Linked DNA regions of Zea mays: all the other regions are linked to region 1. Evidence: chromatin contacts called from public Hi-C data. All regions are on one chromosome and are shown on one strand. The core of a region is the stretch at or near the end of the contact, and the rest is flanking DNA. Distances in the headings are between cores, read along the strand shown. Region 1 holds the start of LOC103626605 (auxin response factor 5). Region 2 holds the start of LOC100501287. Region 3 overlaps LOC100501399.

The links. Hi-C and Micro-C count contacts between places; a contact is called where the count stands out from the background.
Region 2: a contact with region 1 is called in a Hi-C map of ear, with 5 times the contacts expected there. The contact joins the promoter of LOC100501287 here to the promoter of LOC103626605 in region 1. A contact is called at or near these places in 4 of 25 Hi-C or Micro-C datasets (bundle sheath, ear, leaf and 1 more).
Region 3: a Hi-C map of leaf shows a contact between it and region 1, with 5 times the contacts expected there. The contact joins the enhancer-like site here to the promoter of LOC103626605 in region 1. A contact is called at or near these places in 2 of 25 Hi-C or Micro-C datasets (leaf and tassel).

What each region holds. Positions count from the first base shown.
Region 1 is chr5:80,477,488-80,481,836 of Zm-B73-REFERENCE-NAM-5.0, reverse strand. It overlaps LOC103626605 (auxin response factor 5), which reads left to right and starts at 2,735. Exons shown (of 15, transcript XM_008647013.4): 1 at 2,735-3,302; 2 at 3,534-3,652. The coding sequence starts at 3,203.
Region 2 is chr5:80,844,296-80,848,655 of Zm-B73-REFERENCE-NAM-5.0, reverse strand. It overlaps LOC100501287, which reads right to left and starts at 3,014. Exons shown (of 27, transcript NM_001362462.1): 1 at 2,777-3,014; 2 at 2,347-2,479; 3 at 1,989-2,253; 4 at 1,795-1,855; 5 at 1,306-1,457. The coding sequence starts at 2,982.
Region 3 is chr5:80,899,186-80,903,430 of Zm-B73-REFERENCE-NAM-5.0, reverse strand. It overlaps LOC100501399, which reads right to left. Exons shown (of 20, transcript NM_001348679.3): 16 at 4,002-4,160; 17 at 3,764-3,907; 18 at 3,400-3,546; 19 at 3,094-3,318; 20 at 2,683-2,942. The coding sequence ends at 2,811. Among protein-coding and RNA genes, the nearest start is that of LOC100283771, 5.9 kb to the left of the region's middle. Within about 2 kb of position 2,345, at least 5 of the 20 cell types and tissues checked have an H3K27ac peak or open chromatin away from gene starts, as enhancers often do. A contact at or near this core is called in leaf, where this site is marked.

The DNA of each region.
Region 1 (4,349 bases), core at 1,486-3,985:
GAGCTCGATCGGTACCGCCCGCACGGCACGGCACGGCAGCGTTGCGAGCCTGGACGCCATCGCCAGTGTGGCCGGCCAGGCACTAGTCGCGGGCACCGACTTTGGCTGTCCTGTCAGAGCGGGGAGGTGCACGACTGCACGGTGCACCCGGCCGCGCCCAGCGTAGAGTAGAGGTCGTCGAGTCGTCGCGACCGAAGGTGCTTGGCCATGCCCATGCGGCGGCGGCGGGCTCGGACGGCGCGGCGCCATCGTCGTCTCCTGCACTGGGCCGAGGATCATGCATGCTGGCACCACGCGCTGTGCCTGTACGTGCTTCTGAACTGCAACCACCGCCTGTTGACCATGGCCGACATGGCCCCCAACCCCAACCAAAAGATCCACAGGCGGTTGCGCGACTCACCTTTGGCTTAGCCTGGCCGGGACTCGACGTCGACGAGCAGCGCTGCGACCCCTGGCGGAGCGCAGAGGCTGAGGGAAACCGGTGGAGGAGAGCCGACGGCGGGCGATGCCAGTCCGGCGGGATTCTACGAATAACATACATCAATTCCCGGGGATCACGGAGCGAGCGAACGTGGGGGGCGATGGTGAGCACGGCAGGAGTACAAGACTCAAGATCCGAGTCACTTCCACACGTGCGAAATGCATATAGAATTTCGCTCATTTTTCACATTAAGAATGTCAACCATAGACCCATGGCCGGAGTCAAAGACCGGTGATAACTGATAAATGTATGTACAAGTGCATGTGCATGGCAGGAGTATATGAGGTTGTACGTGAGTCTTTAGTGCATTTAGGTTACACGTGAACTAACAGAGTTCACAAAAACTTTTGAGAAAATTCATACATATTTTTCTGCTATACTTCAATAATATATAAAACTTCAAGTTCAAATTCGTATCACGTGAAGAGTAATAAAAAAAACAATTTCTGACAAATTTAAATTAGAAAATCGGTTGATGTTTTGTTTGGATGTCGATATTGGAGGGCATAGAATTGGATTTGGTTCAATACAAAATCAATCATAGTATTGAAAATGAGATGTAATACCAATTCCATTGTTTGGATGTCAATGAATTGGAGTTTGTAATTGTGTGGTCTAATTCCACGTGATACAGATGGGTGACGCTCAGTATTGAGTCTCTGATTCCAAATCTTAATTCTGTGTGCAACCAAACAACATAATTTAGGAAAGCTGACTCAAATTCCTAATTCTGTTCTCCAATATCGACATCCAAATGAGCTATAAAATGTTCTTTTTATTACAACTAAAGTATAACGAATTTAAACTTGAAATTTTGAATATAGCTGGGGTAGGGTGGAAAGAATATATATGATTTTTTCCTGTTTTTTAAACTTTGTTAGTTTATTTACAATTTATGTGTACCAAATGCTTATGTACACTGGATATGTTCTATTCTAACTAACTATATATATATATATATATATATATATATATATGAATAACCATTATTTTAATCTATAGTCAATATGTAATCATTTTTCACATGAGACTAGTATTTTATTGCATCAAGCATTTATTATGAGCCATGTACTTTAGTCTTTGTATCAATTCCTTGTCCTAAGTCAATTCTCTCTCTCTCTTGTGTTTGGTCAAACTTATAGAAAAAAGAACACATATTTATAACAGAAAATAAGTAACATTATAAGAGTATATTTTATAGTGTATCTGATGACACTAATTATTTGGTTTCACAGACCTTACCGTTCTTTTCGATAAGCTCGATCGAACTTAAAACATATTAACTCAATGTAGCTTTAAGAAATGTTTTATTCAAAAATAGAGGAAGTATTCGATCATTTTGTTGAAATAAGGTTTAGACAAATCCAATTAAAACCTACACCAAGATAGTTACCCACAGTATGGCTGGCACGGATTGGCGTAGGTGACCTCGTAACAATTTATATATCTCACCGTAACGTAGAGCATACTGGACGAAAATAAACAATATACTCGCTCTATACTAAAATATATTCCCTCTGCTCCAATTTAAAATCCGTTTCAACATTTTAATATATTCATACAATAATTAATATATGTGTTTTATATATGTGTCTAGATTTATCATCATCTATTTAAATATAAACATAAAACGTAAGTGCTAAAAGGAATTGTGTAGTAGAACAAAGGGAGTAGTTCTTTCTATATTATTTTTTTCTGTCCATATTAAAATAAATGATAATAAATATAGACATATATACAAAGACAAACTATATTTATAGGTTAATTAATAAATAATATTTGATTAGTATAAAACGAAATACATTTTGGGTGTTGTAGTATCTCGAATTCTCGTGGATCACCAAATTGATATTTCGGTGGGTTGGCATATATTTCCAATCAATAAAACACAAAAAGTCTTGGAATCAATAGAACGCTCGGTAGCAAAAATCGGATTGTTGTGTGTTGACATTTGCAAAATTCTGAAAATCCACTACCGTGTCGCACTAACCAATACGCAGGGTGCTAATTTATCCAGATACCTTTATGAGCACACAAAGTCGTCAAAGTATCTCTCCTCACGGTAAACTCGCTGTCATGGTCACTGTAACACAGCCCATTATTGGTCATGTCCAAGGAAATAAATAAATAAAGCTTACGATGTCATGGAGGCGTAGGTTAAAGCATATAAAAATATCTTTAGAAAAAAAGCTTTCACTTTGAGGGAAAAGATTTTCGTTTTTAGTTAGGACTTACGAGTAGAAACGCTGGGGCTGGGCTGGGCTGAGCTGAGCCGAGCCTGCGAGCTGCAGAGAGTAGGAGCAGTAGAGGACATCCTCTTCCTGTCGTCCACCCTCCTCTCTCTCTCCACTCGCGCAAGAAGACGAGGAAAAAGAGGGAAACAAGGAGCGTTTCGTTTTAACTCCCGAGGCAACGCACCAACTAGCCAGCCCACGCAGCTCAGCACCACCCCTCTCTCTCTCTCTCTCTCTCTCTCTCTCTGCGGGAAGACGGCCCTTGGTCTTCGTGAGCTGCTGCTCGCGTTGTCGGGGAGGCGCCGCCACGCCGCTCGCCTCGCCTAGCGCCGCGTCCGGATTCCGGAGCAACAACTCCTAGGCAGGTAGTAGTAGTAGCCTAGTAGGTTGTGAACGACCCGGCCGGCCGGCGGCGCGGTGCAGCGTCCCCGCTGCTCCATGCCCGAGGGCCACCAGTGAAGCTCCCGCGTGGCCACGCGACGCGACCATGAAGCAGTCCCCGGCCAGCTCTGGTGTCACGGCCGCGCCCGTCGTCCCTGCCCCCGCGCCCGCGGCCGCCTCCACCGGCGCGGCGCCGCCATGCGAAGGTACCTCTTCTACCACCACCTTCCTCCTGTTTGCGCTTGCGGCGTGCGCATGACGCCGGCCTCGACGGAACGCCGCGCCCGTCTGTCGCCGGCGCGGCGGGCGGCAGTTCGCGTGTTCGTTCGAGCTGCGTATCATCCGTCCCAAGCTCAGAAAGGCGTCGCCTTTTCATGTGTTGGGTTTGTTGTTGTTGTGTCGCTGACGCCAACGCCGGCGTCGCCGTGCGCCCGCAGGGGAGCGGAAGGCGCCGGCGATCAACGCCGACCTGTGGTACGCCTGCGCGGGCCCGCTCGTGTCTCTGCCGCCGGTGGGCAGCCTCGTCGTCTACTTCCCGCAGGGCCACAGCGAGCAGGTGAGTGACACCGCGCTCTCCCTCCTCGTCCCCGTGCTGCTCATGCTTCTCCAGGCAACGGTCGCTGCTGACGCCATTGCTGCAGCCATTGGGATGCTCTGTTGTTTTAATAGGCTGTAACATCCGCTGATGGATGCTTTGGTCATCTTCTTTGGGATCATGTGACCACATCTTCAATTGGTGGTTACCGATATGTCGGTGTTCTCTGTTATCTGTGCAGAGTTTGTGGTTTCATTGCGATTTCAGGTGGAAAGTTGTGTTTTTTTCCTTCTACTGTTCATTCTGTGAGTTTTTGCTTCGTGTCGAGTTGATTTTACTAAAATGTTTTTATTTTATAAAGGAAAAGGGATATGGATATATGATATAAAGGGTACTACAACTATAAGTGCAGGAATAGTTTAAAAAACAGTTTTTTGATTTGTTGTGGAGCCTACTGTTTGTTGCAGAACTAATTGGAATAGCCCCCGCACCCCCACCCCCACGGCCCCATCCGAAACAATCTGCTTTATAACCAGATTTCTGGTGATTTTTTCTTTTCCATTCAGATATTTTTGGCACAAGAAGATTCCCATCCTTCACTAGAAATGTGAAGATTTCACTCGGTTGCTGATACCCTCGGGTGCAAGAACCTGCTAATGTTAGCTCATTTGCCAAAGTGGTTGGAACTATAGGGGCCCTACTTGCTTCTTTCCTCTGT
Region 2 (4,360 bases), core at 1,765-4,264, 370 kb before region 1:
CTTATGCATCTCAGATTGTTCAATCAGACCCTTCCATTAACTCTTAGATAGCACTATTGCAACCAAAAAAACAAGCATGTAGGTTACAGTTGATCCTCACTGTATTTTTTCCACATTTGAAGCAATGTCACTGAGCTCACTGAAACAAGCATGCACAGATAAAGCTATCATCAGCCCACCACAAAAATTATATGCTATCCAGCCAGTGTTCGGCTAGGCGCCGACTAGGCGGCGATTAGGCGCGCCTAGGCGCTAATCGCCAGGCTGCCGCGTAGCCTAGGGCTCTGTGCGGCGTCTAGGCGGCCGCAGCGACTAGGAGGCGCGCAGCCGCGCCTAGGCGGCGAGTTGGCGGCGCGCAGGCGCCTAAGCGGGCGCGCAGGCGAGCGCGCGGGCGGGCGCGCGGGCGAGCGCGCGGCAATTTTTAGCGCGCGCGCGCGGGAGTTTTAGCGCGCGGGAGTATTAGCGCGCGCGCTGTGCTGCCGCTCGGTCTCCCTCCCACATGGTCACGGAAATTGCCTCGCTGCTCATTCCCTCCGGCGCTCATCCCCTCCGGCTGCTCCCCCGCCGGCTGCTCCCCTCCCTGCTCCCCCGCCGGTGAGTTCTCCTCCCCCGTCGGCTGCTCCCCTCCCTGCTCATCTTGGATATGCTCTGCTCGACTTGGATATGCTCTGCAGTTCGCATCTCCTCTGCAGCTCTGTTTCCCTCCTCTTCTGTTTCTTTCCCCGTCTTTCCTCTGCTTGTGCTTTGTTATATAGATGCTGACTGGAAGTGCTTGAGTTCTTTGTTTTTACAGCTGATAGCACAATGGTATGTTATACTCTTCACTCGAATTCCAATATGTTGGTGCAGTGGTTAGACGGGGGGTTCCCAGGTCAAAATCTGGTTGGTAGTATATAGTAGTTATATAGTCATATATAGTAGTTATATATATAGTATATATAGTTATATACATAATATATATATAATTTATGGCTATATTGCCAAAACGCCTAGAAAAGCGCCTAGAAGCGCCTAAGACCGAGTACTCCCGACTAGGCGCTAGGCAATGGGTCACCGCCTAGATTCCGCCTAGCGCCTAGCTGAACCTTGTATCCAGCAATAGTATAGACATGGGATACCAGCAGCTTGGGCAGATTCGATACGAGGACTGACTTAAGGATGCAGATTGTAGCTTACATGTGTCACAACAACATTGCATGCATTGTAAAAAAAGAGCAGCATTGCTTACAAAGAACCATAACAATGAACAATAGGGCAGAAGGACAAGATCAAGAGAACAGCAAGTAAAGAGAACATAAACATTACCTTCAATGTCATTTGAGTGGACATTATAGTTGAGAAGTTTCATGTGATTATCCCATATGCGCAAGTGTCCATCCAAATGAAGAACAAATAACAGGTCCCTTTCATTTACAACAGTTGCTACTATGTCCTGCACAGGACCCACAGTCTTTGTTCTGCAAAATAATGTAGGTAGATTTCATGAAAAAAAGATGCAAAAAAAACAGAACATGAGATGTAGACCAACTAACTGGAAATCCATTCACGTATACAAATATGCTACCATGAGAATAGCAGCAATAAATGGAAGTGTCATTTGAGTCAACAAGCATATGAACACTGCATGTGCTGTTCCTTCTTCCTATGCTATGGTAGTTTCTGAAAATATCTATGCAGCTGGGCAATGCCTAATAGCCAAACATGAAAACAGTAGATGTTCTAGCAACAGTTAGCTAAGCTAATCATGCTTTCATTGCTTAGTGTGCCATTATAACCAAGAATCCAAGATAGTACCTTGACATGAGAGTCCATAAACGTCCAATCCCAGCATCATCTCGTAGTTCATTCGAGAAACCTACAGTAGAAAACAATAACATTCAGGAACCTTGGGGGAGTTACAGAAGAAGGCCCCAAACTCAATCATCTGGAACCCACTAAATCCATGGAACAATGAGTTTGCTGCTGCAAATAGACAGTAGATAACACGCCTGGTGAGTTTGGGGCTAATTTGCCAAGACTGTAAGAACAGATGGACCCATCTTGCCGACCAATCACAATACATCCTGGCTTCGCTGTTACCGCTGTAACCTTTGCGCTCTGAGCTTGAGTTTGGAGATTAAACTCAGCTATATCATCCTGATGCAGCACTGAACCAGATACGTAGGAAAATGGGCTGCGTAGGTGGCACAAAAGAGCAACTCCAGAAACGGTAAGCACATATAGCATATATACAAGCTCCCCTTGCCTGCGACCCTGCATTGCCACAGAAGTGAGTAGTCTAGTCTCTAATGTTCCAGAAAGTTCGTGAAAACAACGATTGGTGTAAGGTGTCATGAATGAGCAAACCTCTCGTTCACATAGAAAGGCGAATGGAGATAGCGCCTCCTGGAAGGCAAGACGCAGTCCAAAGCTAGGGAACTCCTTGGAGGGACTAAGTTCAATGACCTCCAGCACATTTGGGTGTTCCTCGTGAATCCTCCTGTAAGAAGAAACCATATGCTCCAATGCTCCATTCAAAAAAATCTCCACCTACTATGAGGTATGGACCTAGGGTTTCTCTGGATGTGGCAAGTACCAAAGCAATACTAAGCGTGCACTTAAGTTCTAGTTCTAAAAGGATTCATTTCACATAAACATGAGCACAAACAACTCAGAAGGCGAAAACTATTCGAAGCTAAGTCTAAATTGAGCGATGTCCAGCTAACACAATGTGTCACTCATCTGAACAGAGCCATAATATAGAGCTCGAAAGTGAGGAGAAGCCCCCAACACGTACCACGAGAGGTAATACTGAGAATCGCCCGAAGGGATGATGTGGCACCCCGAGGCAGCACGCGGGGGCACGCAGACGAAGGGATCGGAGGGGCTCGCCGGCGCAGCGGCGGAGGACGAGGGGATGGTGAGGTCGATCCACCGCAGCTTGTCCGAGCCGGGTATGGGAACCTCAGCGCCAACTATTCTCCGGGCGGCGGGGGCGGCCATGGCTGCCTCGTCGTCGGCGTCGTCGGCTACGCCGGCGGCCGCCGCGGGAAGGAGGGGTTTTGCCTTTTTGGAGAGAGTGGGTTTTGGGCGGCGAGATGGAGTGTGGTTGGAGGCTCGGACCAGGGGCACAGGGCTTTGAGAACAAGCAGATGCCGAGATGGGCCTTTTTTGTATGTTTTTTTTCTTATATATGGGCTTCATTGTTCTTTCCAGAGTTTTGGCCTCTGCAATCAAACTTCTTATGCAATTGTCGATGTACTTCATTATTTATTTTATTAATATTAAATTCTAAGCTTTATTTACTTTTAGAATCATAACAAAAAAATATAAAATTATTAGAGTTTAAAATGAAAAAATCTTTCAGCATACGACGAATTATAAGTTAAAATTTGATATAGTAGTATAGTAAATAATAAATATATGTAATTTTAAAAATGTGTTTTGATAGTTTAATTGAACGCTAGTTGTGTGAGAAATTAGATCGTATAATAATAACTTTTTATAGTAGATATGACCTTTGGTTATGAGCTGAGTATTATCGTTGTTGATCATTGTTAAGAGAAGAATTGTCGCGAGTTGGTAGATGGTAGCAAGCCGTATAAATGATCGTGCAAGTACTGGTTTTTATACTGTAGACTGCACTGTTTGATGAGTGGAATTTAAAATAATAAGTGAGATAAAAAGTCTGGTGCAGATAGCCTAAAGGGCATGTTTGCTACGTAAGAGCGGGTAAGCAAGGGTAGCAAGGTACAGCAAGACCACACATAATATAGAGGGAAGGAATTTGAGGAATCTTTTTATGGATCTCTACCTTGATAATAGAGCTGTTGTGTAATTGAGTACTAGTCAGTTACCCGTGCGTTGCGATAGCTAACAACAATATCCACATAAATTATCCACCAAAAAGATATCAAGATTTTTTTTATTGATTGTCTCCGCTCTTCGTATAATATTTTTTATGAACGCACGAGTACCATAGGCAGCAAATCAGAGACCCCATCCCTAGGCTCCCACTTCCAAGGTTTCGTAGAGCAGGAGGAGAAGGGAAGAGGCGGACTTACATGTTCGTTACCGGAGAAGGACACAACGAAGACATGGATATCTGGAGGTGACATAGGTAGTATATCGCTAGATATATAGAGAGAGCACGTAAGCGGAGAAAGAAGCCCAGCCAAATCAGCTCCAAACCAAGAGGCACCCACACTAGGCGTCAATCTGAGAATGATGAGAGAATGTGAGTGTCTTCCCAGCCCTGTGAAAGGGAATTAGGCTTACATCTAGTTCCTAAATAATTTTGGTGGTTGAATTGCCCAACACAAATAAATTGGACTAACTAGTTTGCTCTAGTGTTTAAGTTATACAGGTGTAAAAGGTTCAC
Region 3 (4,245 bases), core at 1,096-3,595, 420 kb before region 1:
CTATGGATTTTATGGAATCACAGGAATGGATGTGTTTTCGACAAAAATCCTCCCAATTTGGGAGCAGCTATTAGAAAAGCTAGGGAAGAAAGGGAAATGTGGGTGCTTGCTAGGGCCAAGGATTTGGCTCTCCTACTATCCTAGGGTTGTAGTTGCTTGTTGGTTGTTTTATTAGTTATGAGCTGTTTTTTGTATTTTCGTTTTTGGCTATCCTGAGGTGCCTTCCCTTTGTATTGGTCCATTTTGGATATTTTTTCTCATCTTCTTAGTATTAATGATGTGCACCTCTTCTGCGCGTTCAAGAAAAAAAAGAATGAAGTACAAACACTATTATCTAACTGAAATTGTTGTTGAGTTGTGTATGCTTGGAAGGAACAAAATGAAAAGTCTCCTTGGACAAGTATGACGTCCATACCATGTTAATCATCGGACCTTAATCTTCTGGCCCAAAGTTTCCTGATTGGTTGGTTGCATAGATATGTTGGATTCTTGGAAGTGGCCATCTTCCCCTAAAAAATATAAAGTAGAGCATGTTTTCATCTTGGATGCATCCAATACCCCTACCTTATCATCATGAGTTGATATGTTCTCAAGTTATCTGACAGACGAGCTACCCACTGTGTTTATTTCAGATTTCATGTATAAATTTGGATATCTGGCAGAAAAGGCAGGTGCTATAAAGTCCTTCCTGACCTTGTATATTAGTGCTAAACTTCTAACATAGATTACCACTAAACACTGCGAATTTGTTTTTGTTCACTTTCATCTTGCATACTTCCAGTGACGATCACCCAAAAACATGCATGTGAAGGGTGGCATGACAATATGCTTACATTGCTTATGCACATGCCATTTCCACCGTCCGTGAGGCCATGATACTAGATCTGGCAAATGTGTCAGCTTGCTCCATATTGTTGATACCATGACATGTGCAACCATTTGCACTCTGTTGCTCTGTTCTTCGTGTTTGCTTTGATTTAATCCGTACCGACTTCTACTGTTTCTATAGTGTTTTTATCTTTATATATTGTAACTGTAACAGTCCAAATGTTTCTATCTCTATGTATTGCAGTTGTAACAATCCAAACAAACGGCTTTAATCTGAAGCGAATCGATCTGCTCGGACGCTAGAATTTCAGAGCCCATGTGAGTGACCAAATGTGTCACGAAGAAGGGAGGAACAGGTACTTCAGTCTTCAGTCATGCAATCTGATGCAACAATGGGAGTTCACACTTTTCTGGCCACAATGAAGTAATAAAACAAACAGTACTTCTGAATTTTCAGTACGTATAGTTGTAGACACAGTTGATGCATCCCTCCTCGCTCGGCTCTTTGCAATGATGAGGTGGTAACTGTCGTCCTGCGCTCTTTTAGCTTCTTTGTTTGTGTTCAGTGTCCAATTCAGTTCAGTTATTAGGAAAGTTCAGCCCTGACTACCAACTAATACAGTATATTTGTGATATATACGTATTGTGTTCTCGACATAAAATTATTTCCATGTGAGCCGCCGGATTAAAAACCACCTGTTTATAAATTCTGGCCGACTTTATTTGTCTCTACTTCTTTTAGTTCTTTGTCTGCACGTGGGAAGCATAGGACGAGCGAGAGAAATGACATTATTTATCGCACGTAGTATGGATGGTCCACCATGTTCGGTGTGGCTTGCTGTGGCTGTAAATTCTAAAATATTTTATCTTTATATATTACATCTGCAGTAGTCCGAATAGCTACAGCAACTACGGCTGTAGGCAGTAGGGCAGTCGAACATAAAATTACGTGGTCAGACACCTTCCAACGTCTATCCTATCTTTTGTCCTAACTTAATTAGGGTTAATTTGGTAACCAGAGAAATAAAGGGGTCTATAAGAAAATCTCCGAGAAGGGTTTTTTTAATACTTTAGTATTTATCTTAATCCACATGTATTGAAATTGATAAGGGCTTGTTCGTTTCACCGTTAATCCATATGGATTGGGTGGTATTGAGTTGGTTTAAATGCATAACAAGTTAAAATCTATTTCAATACATTCCAATACACCTCAATTCACATGAAATTGGAATAAGCGAACAAGACTCAAGATGTAAAATAAATTAATTTACATATAAATACACGTTAATACATGTGAATTAGAACGAATATTAAAGTATTCAAACAAAGCCAAAAATAAATTCCTTCCTAATAGATTCCTGGTCAGTGGTCACCAAACCAGTATTAGTAACTTTTACCGGCAAATCCCAGCGGGCTTGATTCCTTCCGTTCCAGCTCAGACTTGCAAGTTAATGATGGACCTTCTCGGCGTTCAGAACACGACGTGCCGTCCATGTCCGCTAGTTCTTTAGATTCAAGTGGTGTCACCACTCACTCACCAGGGTGCGTGGCTGTAGCTATCTACCTAGCCACAACGCATGTTCGAATCGTTTATCTGATGAAATTTAAGTGCATATATTTTTCTACTTAATGAAAAACAACTGATCTCACACTACCACTATCTTCTTTATTCTTATATTTAACCTTCACTCTACCAACGATACAGTATACAATGTAAAACAGTGTTAGTACGGCCATATAGATAAGCCGTTGGAGACGATCTAAGTTAGATTTCAACATTTTCTCCTTATATATCTATCATTCCCTTTGCTTTGGAATCCTACAATTAAATGAATTTTGGATTGACCCTGGCATGATCCGAAAACAAGTCAGCATGTAATATCCAAACCCTTGTTTAGTTTGTAATAAGATTGAGGCAGACGGCCACTGTACACACACGATACATTCGGTTGGTTACACGGCAGGGTTTCTGCAAGTGGAAATCAGCAGCCAGCAGCCTTGAGGAAGTTGTCGTAGGGGCTCGACGGTGGCAGCCTCAGGAACGGCTGCTGGACGTCGCCAGCAACCTGTGCCTCGCCGGCACTGATGCTCTGCAGGAGGAACGGGTTTGTGCTCTGAAAACAAATCGGCAACAGTCAGCCTCATCATCTCACCCATCTGAAATTCCCCAACCCATCTCATCACCCAGATATTTCCGCCCCGATTTGCAGTTAAGCGTTTGTGAAAATGCAGATTACGAGCTCGAAACTAAGCTGGTCCATGCACCTGCTTGTCGGAGGTATGTGCTGCTTCAGCGTGGCTAACCTGATTGTCAGGCACGACGACCATGGCCGCTTGCTTGTTTTGCTTGAAGCTCATGAGCAGGGACATCTTGTGGTGCTTTCCCATCGAAAAGGCCTCACAGTGGCTAGTCATCTCCTGGAATGGGATGTCTCCGGCCATTGACACCAAACATTGCCCTCCGGTCTGAGATGACACATCATTCACGACCTGTAATGTGCACACAGATGGCGGTATAAACAAACAAAGAGAGAAGGCTGGAACAATGAACTGAGAAAAAAAAGGACATACTGTTTCTAGAAGTTCATCGATACTGAGAAGATTTGTTGTGGGCACAGGAATAGCTATAGCCGCCAGTGTAGTTGCAGAGGCTTCCAAATAAGTATTGTTGTCATTTCTCAGATCGATAAGTTCAGCCTGCTCAAAATTTCCGTGTACCTTTAGGATGGAGAAGAAAGTGAGGCAGATATATAGGTGATATGCATACGGATGGTAATGGGCTCTAAAATTTACACTATAAAAATTAAGGAACGGGTCGGATTAGGATCGAGCACTGTTTCTATTCAATTTTGAACTAAAATTAATTAAGGGCTCAAACTAATTATGAAGAGACATCTGGATCATAATCCATTACCACCCATAGATATACATATACCTCTTGATAGTCGTAGTCGGTGTCATCATCAGAACATGGCGGTGCAATCTTGCCAGGTGATTCAAGAAAGTGAGCGCTACTTGGGCACACGTCATCAGGGGAGAAATCACGCAGCAGTTGACTCCTTATATTCTCTAACTCCAACTGCAAAAGTTATGGGGACGTTAATCCACACATTCCATGGTATTCAGTTCAGGCAAATATAAGGAGTGCTTACGAAGAATGGATCGAAAATTACGTCTGGTAAATCTCTTATGGAGTTCATAATGGTTAAAATCATGGATTCTCGGGAGCAACTATTTGTTAGTTCCACCACTGAAAGAGATTTCAAGGCATTCTGATTGTCCTCGGGTGAGCCATAGGATGTTGATGGATCTTCCGTATAGTCCTTCACAGCCTGAAGTTTGTTCTCATGTACCAGATGAAGGAATGGATCCATCTACGATTAGTTGTGGCACATAAAGCTTAGGACCTTCATTGAT